Regions from separate parts of the Sus scrofa genome. Here regions 1 and 3 are each linked to region 2. A link is a contact called in public promoter capture Hi-C data. All regions are on one chromosome and are shown on one strand. The core of a region is the stretch at or near the end of the contact, and the rest is flanking DNA. Distances in the headings are between cores, read along the strand shown.

Region 1 (3,272 bases), core at 473-2,972, 240 kb before region 2:
GGGAGCCCGGGCATGGGGGTGGGGCGAGCGCCAGAGAGTTTTGACTTAAACCCGTATTTCCTCATTTTCTGGAGGACCCCGCTAGCCCCTTACAGGCGCCTTTATTTTCCTACTGGCAAAAACTCCTTTTAAAAATAACGTAGGAGTCCAAAGGAGCCCCTCAGTCCGCAATGTCCGTCCAATTCCTTATATAGACTCGGGCCGCAGCCGGCGGCAGGGCCGTTGCCGCCCATTATTCTCCAAACAGGTACCGGGCGGCGCACAAGTCGCGGCCCTCTCGCTACAGGAACTGTCCAGACAATAACAAGCAGCAGACATTTCGCTGCGGAGCCAGCGGGCACAGCATCGCCTCGAGATAAGCAGATAGGCAACCAACTTACACCGTCTCCCCAAACTGGAAAAGGCGACTGTGCAACCACCACCGCCACATGTTCGGGTCTCGCTCTCTTTCGCTATTATTAATAATAATAATATTATTTAAACTCTCACGCCAGGCAGAGGGGAGTGCGTCCGGGCACATCAGCACTAATCAATAAACACTGCGGCTGCAGCGCGGGCAGCAGCGCCCCGCGTCCGTCAGTCCGTCCGCCCCCTCCCCCACCCTCCTTCCACCCGAGACCCAGAGCCCTCTGAGCTCCATTATCCGGCTTCAGCGCTCCGCGCGTCCGGGCCAGGTAACAACTTCCCCCAAACCGAAAGAGAACCCCGGAGACACACGCACTGCACCCCGTCCCGGCACGGAGGTGGCGTCCTCCCGGGAGGGGATCTGTCTGTGGTGCTTCCCGGTCCCTGGGACCAGGTAACAACTCTGCCAACCCGCTGCCCCCCGCGGCTCCCACGGCCGCTGCTCGGGGCCCGCCCGCGCCCCCGCCGGCGCCCAGCGGTACGCGGACCCACTTGGGGCGCGGCGGCGGCGGGGGGCGCCCCGGGAGGAGGGGCGCTTAGGGACCCGCGACTCCGCGCCGCGAAACCCTGTCCCGCGCCGAGCGCGCCTCGCCGGCCCGTCCCAACTTTACCGCCGCCGGCCCTGCCGGGTCCGCCCGCTGCGCGCTCCGCGCCGCCCGCGCACACGCGCGCACGGGCGACACGCAGCCCGCGGCCGCCGCGTCCCGCCGCCGCCCGCCTGCCCGCCCGGCCGAGCCGTGGGGCCCGAGCGACCGCGCCAGCCGGGGCCGCGGAAGCCACTCCGCCCGGGCAGCGCCGGCACAAGTTAGTTCCTTGGTTCCCGGGGCCTCGGCGCCGCGGGGACGCAACGCCGGCGGCGCCGAGGGGCACAGGAGTGGGGAAAAGTGTGAAAAGAAGCAACAGCCGCTCCCCCCGAGCCCAGAAAAGTGGCGGCCGCGTCCCGGCCGCCCGCCCTGCGCCGGAGATGCGGCAGCGGCGGCGGCTAACGGTCCAGGGAGGCGGCAGGGGCGGCAGGAGCCGCTAGGCGGAGAGACCAGGTAAGAGACATAACGGTTCAGGGAGAGCGAGCGGCCGCGGCGCGGCTCCGGCGGCGGCGGCCGCGGAGGGGGGCAGAGAGCACTACTTTCTACTTTCCCACTCCACTTGGCCCGTCCCTGCCCGGCCACCCCCAGCCCGGCTCGCCCCCCTCGCCCCCGGGGGCGCCCCGGCCGCCCGGCTCCCCCTGACTCCGCTGCTCCCCGGTCCCCTCCGCCACTCACCGTTATTGCGCCGCGGGTTCGCCTGCTTTCTGCGCTTACACCTGGGGCCATCCGCCATGATCCTCTCGCTTGTGTCTAAATGCTCGAGTCACCACCTCCCCCTCCCTCCCCCTTCCCCCCCAACCCCTCCGCCTCCACCCCTCCCCCCTCCCCACCGCACCTGGTTTACGACACTCGCGGCTTTACGACATCACCTTCCTTACACCTAGAGCCGCTCGCTCTACGGCCGGAACCTTGTTGCTAGGGAGTGGACGGTTTGCGGCAGCTGGAGGAGCAGCTGAGTTTGAACCGAGTGGCAAGAGAAAAGTTCCCCCAGGTGTCGCGGGCGGGGGGCGGGGGCGCTGGGAAGCGATACGGACGTGGTACGAAGGGCGACTGGCCGTCGGAGGGAGAAAGGTAAAGGAGGAGGCTCTGGACTGGCCACACCCGCCGCGGCCGCCAGGGGCATGTTTGGTTCTGGCTGATTCTCGGGATCCTGCGCCCTGGGGACTGCCCTTCGGAATGGCCGCAGTGACCTGTCCTCCCTCTTCCTCCGGTGGGGCTCACGTACCCCGGGGCCGCCCAGGGATTCTCCGGAATCAGAAGGAGGCAGGTTCGCGGAGCAGCGAGAGGCTACCCCCCGGGAGAGGCTACCTGAGCCCCGGACTTCTGGTCCCCCCCTCCTCCTCCGATGCACGGTTTTTCCCTGCGCTAACTGGGATGGGAAGTGACTTCAATTAAATAGAAGTTCAGCTGGACCGAAAGAGGGGCGAGAAGTTCCGCTTGCGAGTCACCTCGGCGGTAAAGCGGAATGAGTAATCCCCACGCCGGCCTGTCTCACTTCCTCCTCCTCGCTGGGCGCGCTCACCTGCTGTCACCTCGGCTTCCCCCACCCTGCCGCCAGCCGGCCCCAGTCCTCCTCTCTCCGCCCCCACCTCCATGAGTAGAAGGGCCGGATCGGAGGCGTCTAAACGTAGAGTTAAGGTATAAACAGGCCACGACTTACTACCTGGATAGGCAACTGTCGCTGTAGAAGACCTTGCAGCAAGAAACAGACTGGGAGACGTTGTCTTGGAGACCGATGGATTGATTGCGGTCTTATCAAGTCAGGTCTCTGACTTGGGGCAAGTTTAAGGGATTTCTGAAACGTAGATAACACCATCAAGTACCGAGAAAATCAAGTTTTCAGTATCGAGCAGGACTTGGCTTTCCACTCCTCCCCACCTTCAAATGAGGAAATGTCTTTGAGACCGTCTCTGGAATGAATGACTTGAGCTGTATTTCAAATTGTACTGTAGAAGTTGGTAGGGAAATTGTGGAAAGTGAAACGTAGCATACAGAGTATTAGAAATAACAGTACATCACCCAGCATAGTGCTGTCACATAGTAGGTGCTCAATAAATGTATGCCTGTAATTTTTGCCATACCTATGGTGGGACTTTTTTTATACGATGTTAATCTTTTAAACATTCTTCACAATTTTAGAAGATTCATTAATAATCTTTTCCAACCTTTCAACTGAAATAAATTTATAGCTGAAGTCTGGTGATTTAAAATTAGAAAGTTTAATCCTGAATATAGATGAACATTTTCTCTCACGTTTGCTTTGGCATTTTGAGACGTGAATGC
Region 2 (3,355 bases), core at 102-2,601:
ACCAGCTTTAGGTGCCTGATTAGAAACAGCAGTACCAGTCCTAGTCATAGCAATAAGCACTGTGAGAGCATGAATTGTGTACTTGGCAGGGTTTTAGGCACTTTTACCCTTATCAATTCATTTAATTCTCATAGCAGTTGTGTGTGCAAGGAACCACTAGAGCCCTGCTTTACACATGAAAAGACAAGCATGGAGAGGTTAAAAGTGACCTGCCTACAGTCAGCCACCCAACTGGGTAGTGATGGAGCTGGGCTTCCTCCCCAAGCAGTCTGGCTTCAGAGTCATCACAACTCATCCCTGGAACTCCTTCCAAGTGGACGCATTGAATGGGTGGTTGAAGGTGTGAATGTGGAACTCTGGGAAGGTCAGGGCTGAAGACGCACGTTTACATTTCTGAAGAGAAAGCCTGCTCTCTCCTTCCTCATCTAAGCCTTGATTGTCTAGGGAGAAAAGAACACGGGCCATGGGGCTGTGCTCACTGGCTTTTCATTCCTCCATTCTGCTGAGGCAACTGTATCCAAATCATTTTCCTTCCTTGAGGGTCCAGAGAGTGAGGTCTGTATCTCTCTCATTTTTTATTTTTTTAGATTTTTTTTTTAAGGGCTGCACCTGCGGCATATAAAAGTTCCCAGGCTAGGGATTGAATCAGAGTTACGGCTGCTGGCGTGCACCATAGCCACAGCAACGCGGAATCCGAGCCACATCTGCAGCGCACACCATAGCTCATGGCAATGCTGGATCCCTGACCCACTGAGTGAGGCCAGGGGTTGAACCCACATCCTCGTGGATACGAGTCGGATTCGTTTCTGCTGTGCCACAATGGGAACTTCCTTCTGTGTCTTTATTATGTCTCTATTTCTCATCCCTAATCCGGTGCCTGCCGTGGAGTAGATGTCAGACTTTCTTTGCAGGACACGGGGTTAGGTTTGGAGGTCCAGCCATCAGTAGAACACAGCTCTCCTTCTGGAGGAGCAGAGTCTGAAGGAGGACCTTTGGGAATAAGACTAGGGCTGGCTGAACACAGAAGCCTGGGCTGGTGAGTTCACCCCAGCCTTCTCGCTGCCCCATATGCTTGAGGGGTGGGGCAGGAAGGGGTCAGAGCAACAAAAGAATGCCTAAGCAGTGGCAGATGGATTTGAGGCCTCCCAAGAGCTCTTTGCAACAAAAGAATGGCTCCAAACCTTTCATAGTTTCCCCTCTTTGCATTAGTTTTCTTTGGCAACCGTATAATTTTCACCAAATGAAGTAAAATTTGATATTTGAATATCCCAGTGGAGTGATGAGTTTTTCCAGCTCTATTACCTCAGTGTTGACAAGGGCTGGCTAGTGAAATAAGGGAGTTGGCTGGAAAGGTTGCAGATTGCATCATAGAGGGTGACGGAGGGCTCGTGTGAAGTATTTCGGCAGGTTTCCACCAGTTTAAGTATCTCTTGCCAAAGTTCCACACATTGGAATATGTTTGAGTTTCTCTTCCGATCATCCTTTTAACAATGAGCTATGTGGTTTGGTCGCAGAAAAAGGATCTGGTGATATTTGTCATAGATGGAACTATGAATTATATCTCTTAACATCTCTTAGAGGTGGAACAAGGTGGAACATAGAAACTTGAAGAATATACACAAAAATAGCTGTCTTTTTTCCGTAGATCTCTTTCGGGGCATGCAGTAACCTCCACACATTTATCACAACTTTACTACTTCCTAATAGCATTTCACATTTGAACCATTGAAAGATTATATAAATTTGCACCATCGTAGTTTTTATAATTATTTACAGAGTTTTTTCCTTCCAATATGTAAACTTATATTTTGTTTAGCCTTTTTAGCTTTTGGTGGGAGAATTGATCTGAATTACCAAGGCGACCAGAACTCCAAACAGGAGCCCTCCACAAGTATAAATGTGGAGATGTGCCATGTCATTTTGCAGTTCACAAATTTTTTATTTTTATTTTAGGGCTGCACCCATGGCATATGGAGGTTCCCAAGCTAGGGGTTGAATTGGAGCTACAGCTGCCGGCCTACACCACAGCCAGAGCAACACGGGATCCCAGCTACTTCTGCAACCTCCAGCACAGCTCACGGCAATGCTGGATCCTTAACCCACTGAGTGAGGCCAGGGATTGGACCCGCGTCCTCATGGATCCTAGTTGGGTTTCCACTGAGCCACAAAGGGAACTCCTAAAAGGTGAACGCCCTCTTGTGAACTCCCAGTTCACAAAATTTTAAATCTGCTATTGTATCAAGTGTAAATGTAATGGAGTGGGAGTAATTATTATTATTGTTTTTTAAGCCACGATTCCAGTTAGCTTAAGAACATTAGATATGATATAAAGTAGAATTATATCTTAAGTGGCCTGCTGATGGCTCAGGCTTTGTCAGTTTTAAACCCAGGCTCTGGGAGGGCAAGTTGATGGTTATTAGTCAGGTAGGTCCCAGCAGAGAGCGAGTGATGGTGAGCTCTCCTATTAAAAGACAACAGAAGCCACTCTTCCTAATGCTGACCAGATGAAATACAGCATCAAATTCCTTTTATCCAAGTTCCTTTGAAAATTTTTAATTATATAATTTATTTTTTTTATTTTTTACTTTTTTGTCTTTTTGGGGCTACACCTGTGGCATATGGAGGTTCCCAGGCTACGGGTCAAATGGGAGCTGTAGCTGCTGGCCTACGCCAGAGCCACAGCAACACAGTCTGTGACTTATACCATAGCTCACGGCAAAGCCGGATCCTTAACCCACTGAGGGAGGCAGGGACCAAACCCACAACCTCATGGTTCCTAGTTGGATTCGTTTCCACTGTGCCATGACGGGAACTCCTTTTTGTCTTTTTAAAAAATTTTTTTTTATTTATATAATTTAAAACTGGGAGTTTCCATTGTGGCTCATTGGGTTAGTCTCTATGAACATATGGGTTTGATCCCTGGCCTTGCTCAGTGGGTTAAGGATCCAGTGTTGCTGTGAGCTATGGCGTAGGTTGCAGACATGGTGTGGATCCTGTGTTGCTGTGGCTATGGCGCGTAGGCCAGCAGCTGCAGTTCCTATGTGACCCCTAGCCTGGAAATTTCCATATGCTGCAGATGGGTGTGGCCTTAAGACAAAGCAAAAAGAAAAAATTGTTACATTATGTTAAGAGTGCCAAGAAAGTCTATATATATGTAAAGTACATGTCTGTATATATGTAAAAAGAGTTCCCTGGTAGCCTAGTGGGTTAGGGATCTAGCATTATCACTGCTGTGGCTCAGGTCACTGCTGTGGCACAGGTTCCATCCTGGTCTGAGAACTTCTGCATGCCTTGGGTTCAGTTTTTTTAAAAAAAAAAAAAGAAAGGATCCAATGTTAATGTATGTTTCTTGTAG
Region 3 (3,285 bases), core at 761-3,260, 160 kb after region 2:
AACATCATCTTTGATTACTTATTTCCTTCTACTTAATTTGGGTTAAATGAACTTTTCTAGTTTTTAAGGTGGAAATTGAGGTCATTGACTTGAGAACAGGTCTTTTCTCTTTTTTTTTTAGTTGTGTAGCCCTTTATTAGCAACTAAAATAGAAGGTATCTGTTGTACAACATGGGTAGTAATTGACCATAACTGGAGATTTATTATATTCTAATACAGATCATTTATAAATACAATTTCTTTATTAAAAAGCTTCCACCCTTTTTGTTTGTGTACAATTTGCAAAACTATTCTGAAAGAGGAGTATAGGCACACACATCTGCAAAGAGTGCAAATTTAGGATATGTAAATGCTTTACAAGTTACTCTCAGCAGTTCCCATCATGGCTCAGCAGAAGCAAATCTGACTAGTATCCATGAGGATGCAGATTCAATCCTTGGCCTCGCTCAGTGGGTTAAGGCTCTGGCGTTGCCATGAGCTGTGGTATAGGCCGCAGACTCTACTCAGATCTGGCGTTGCTGTGGCTGTGACGTAGGCCAGCGGCTACAGCTCCGACTTGACCACTAGCCTGGGAACATCCATATGCTGTGGGTGCAGCCCTAAAAAAGACAAAAACAAAATAAAACAAGCAAACAAATGAGAACAAGTTACTTTCAAAAAACTGACAGCCACAACTGGTCCTTTACATTGCCTTTTTTGATCAAAATATTTTGAGGCCAGCCTTCCTTCCACTGCTCTAAACTATAAAGCACTGTTTTAATGAGCTGAAATTAAGGATACCTACTAAAAAAGAAGAGAAGAAAATTCTATTAGTTTGAGTTTCAGAATTCCCCCGAACCAGGACCAGTATCTTGGTAAGGGTTCAGTTGGGGCCCTGGACAGAGAATGAGTCTGTGCAGGTGGCATCCCTGAGGATTCAGAGCTTTGCTCCAGCTACTTAACTCACTGATCTGTCTGGCCAGTTTCTATACTGGCTTGACTGGGCATAATTCAAAAAGGAGAAGCTCATGTTCATTCTTCTGTAGCTCTGTGATAGCACTTAATAATACCCAAATGGGATGTCTTCCACATTATAGTATGATGGTATTTCTTCAAGTGAAAGGGTCTAATTGTTCTATAATACTCATACCCATTTTATCTAGATGTTCACAGGATCTATAAATCTCCCCCTAGGATTCATCATAGTAACTGTAACAGAACCTTTGACCCCCACTGGCAGAAATCAGAAAAAAAAAACCACAAAGAGATTATTAGGATCCGCTAGATATTTACTGAAGAGTTTTCTGAATTCCTGTTCTTTTGACTCAGTCAGCTCTAACCAACACAGGAATAATGGTAAACTCATCCATGGCTTTCCATGGCTTTAGCTGCATAAGGCAAATGCATTTCAATACTGTGTTCATCTTCATCTGTCTGCAGAGACATGCGTTCAAACATTCCTTTCTTCCATAGTTCTCTGTAAATCTTTTGGTCAGTACCAAGATCATACAGAGGTGTCATGCACACACACACACACACTGAAAAGTGCACATTGAGAAAGGGACACATGATGAGAAGGCCCAAGGATGAAAATGCTCCAGGAAATAGATGGATCCACTTGTTTGAAGCATGAGCAGCATGAGACCCACGGTAGGAATATCCAGCATGGGGTGCAGCAGTGGCTGCAGCAGGTCTTTTTGTTGACTGTACTTGTGAAAGCCAACCTTCTAGCTGTGCATTCGGCCTGAGACTGTGTACCAGCTTCCCCTCCCCCCTCCCCCCCCCCCCCCGTGCGACTGCTTCCCAGCAGACCACTTGGGTTGGACATCCTGGCGCCTGTGCCGCCTATGTTGCACGAGGATGAATGAGGAGGCGGCTGCAGGAGCGGCTCCGCCAGGGGAGGAGACAGCACGGACCCAGCCCAAGAGGAGGCGGTAGCGGGGAGGGGATCCGCCCGGCCCAGGAGGAAGAGGAGGAGGAGATGGCAACCGGGGCAGTGACGGCGGCGGCAGCAACAATCATTACAAACTCTGGCGACCGCCGGAAGATGAGGCCCGTGGCCGCTTTACCAAAGCCCGGAAAGCCCTGGCCCCGGCCCCCGGAGTTGCCGCGGCTCCGCAACTCGAGCGGCTTCCGCTGAGCCGCCCCCACGGCCTCCTTCCCCTCGCGGCCGGCCTCCACCCGGAGCCAACACCAGTGACCCCACCTCCGCGACTCCGCGCCCTGGCCCTCCCCCCACCCCCGCGGGACTCCCCGCCTCCACCCCACCCCACCCCGGGGGCGCTCCTGCCCGCTCGGCCCGGCCCGGCCCGCTGGCCCCGCCCGGCCCCGCTCTTCGGCCGCCGCGCGGCGAGGTTAACGGCGGACACCGGACAAGCCTGACAGCATCTGGGGTCAGGCGGCCCCGCAAGGAGCAGCGGCGGCTGCTGCTCTGTGCACACAAAAGCCCAGGGCCAGGGCCTGAACAGGGAAGGCAGCCCGAGAAGAGCCAATGCTTCCTTACTCGCCACTTTCTTACTTGCCACTCCAATAGGTCTTTTCTCATGTAGATGCTCAGTGCTCTAAATTTCCCCCTCTGTACTGCTTTGATGGAATCACACACATTTTGGTAGGTTGTGTTTGCATTTCATTCAGTTCAAAACACATTCTAATTTTCTTTTTGATTTCTCCTTTGACCCATAGGTTATTTATAGGTGCGTGATTTAGTCAACCCATGTTCAGAGAGTTTCCAGATATAGTTCTGTTATTTTGGCTTCTTTTATTCCACTGAGGTCAGAGAACATACCTTATATGATTTGAACCCTCTTAAGTGTATTGAGTCTTGTTTTTATGACCCAGAATATGGTGTCTTAATAAAAGATGTCATGTGCATTTGCAAACAATGTGGAATCTGTTGTTTTGGGTGGAATGTTCTGTAACTGTCAATTAGATCAAGTTGGTTTATAGGGTCATTCAAATCCCCAGAGTCCTTAGTGATTTTCTCTCCACTGCTTTTATTATTATTAATTATTCTGTATTTCTCCTTGCAGTTCTGTCCGTTCTTGCTTTATATATTTTGGAGCTCAGTTATTAGGGACATAAATATTTAGGATTTTTATGTCCTTTGAATGAGTTGTCCTTTTTTAATTATGAAATTATAAATGTTTGGTAATAGTCTTCACTTTTTAATCTGCTTTTTCTGATATAGCCACTCCACCTTTTTTTGACATGTCTAATGTGCTTACAATCCTATGCATTGTAATCTTTATCTTCTATATTATAGTTTATATCTGGAAATTTTTATGTGGGCCTTTTTTTATCTTTCTT

What was found. Promoter capture Hi-C pulls out the DNA fragments that hold promoters and counts their contacts.
Region 1: a contact with region 2 is called in a promoter capture Hi-C map of liver, with 4 times the contacts expected there. The contact joins the promoter of ZEB1 here to the enhancer-like site in region 2. A contact is called at or near these places in 3 of 5 promoter capture datasets (fetal liver, fetal skeletal muscle and liver), 17 of 47 Hi-C or Micro-C datasets (alveolar macrophages, blood, brain and 11 more) and 2 of 2 datasets of contacts at active chromatin or transcription factors (alveolar macrophages and skeletal muscle).
Region 3: a promoter capture Hi-C map of liver shows a contact between it and region 2, with 4 times the contacts expected there. The contact joins two enhancer-like sites. A contact is called at or near these places in 1 of 5 promoter capture datasets (liver), 9 of 47 Hi-C or Micro-C datasets (alveolar macrophages, embryonic fibroblasts, fetal heart ventricle and 4 more) and 2 of 2 datasets of contacts at active chromatin or transcription factors (alveolar macrophages and skeletal muscle).

Annotation. Positions count from the first base shown.
Region 1 is chr10:42,011,564-42,014,835 of Sscrofa11.1, reverse strand. It overlaps ZEB1 (zinc finger E-box-binding homeobox 1), which reads right to left and starts at 1,722. Exons shown (of 11, transcript XM_021064196.1): 1 at 1,665-1,722. The coding sequence starts at 1,722. It overlaps ZNF438 (zinc finger protein 438), which reads left to right and starts at 445. Exons shown (of 19, transcript XM_021064197.1): 1 at 445-674. It overlaps LOC110255584 (a long non-coding RNA gene), which reads right to left and starts at 356. Exons shown (of 5, transcript XR_002336134.1): 1 at 1-356.
Region 2 is chr10:41,767,322-41,770,676 of Sscrofa11.1, reverse strand. All of the region lies in intron 10 of ZNF438 (zinc finger protein 438), which reads left to right. Among named protein-coding and RNA genes, the nearest start is that of ZEB1, 240 kb to the left of the region's middle. Within about 2 kb of position 1,351, at least 7 of the 83 cell types and tissues checked have an H3K27ac peak or open chromatin away from gene starts, as enhancers often do. A contact at or near this core is called in liver, mesenteric adipose tissue and omental adipose tissue, where this site is marked.
Region 3 is chr10:41,605,391-41,608,675 of Sscrofa11.1, reverse strand. The region is part of intron 15 of ZNF438 (zinc finger protein 438); the gene reads left to right. It also overlaps the pseudogene LOC100519509. Among named protein-coding and RNA genes, the nearest start is that of ZEB1, 410 kb to the left of the region's middle. Within about 2 kb of position 2,010, at least 68 of the 83 cell types and tissues checked have an H3K27ac peak or open chromatin away from gene starts, as enhancers often do. A contact at or near this core is called in liver and omental adipose tissue, where this site is marked.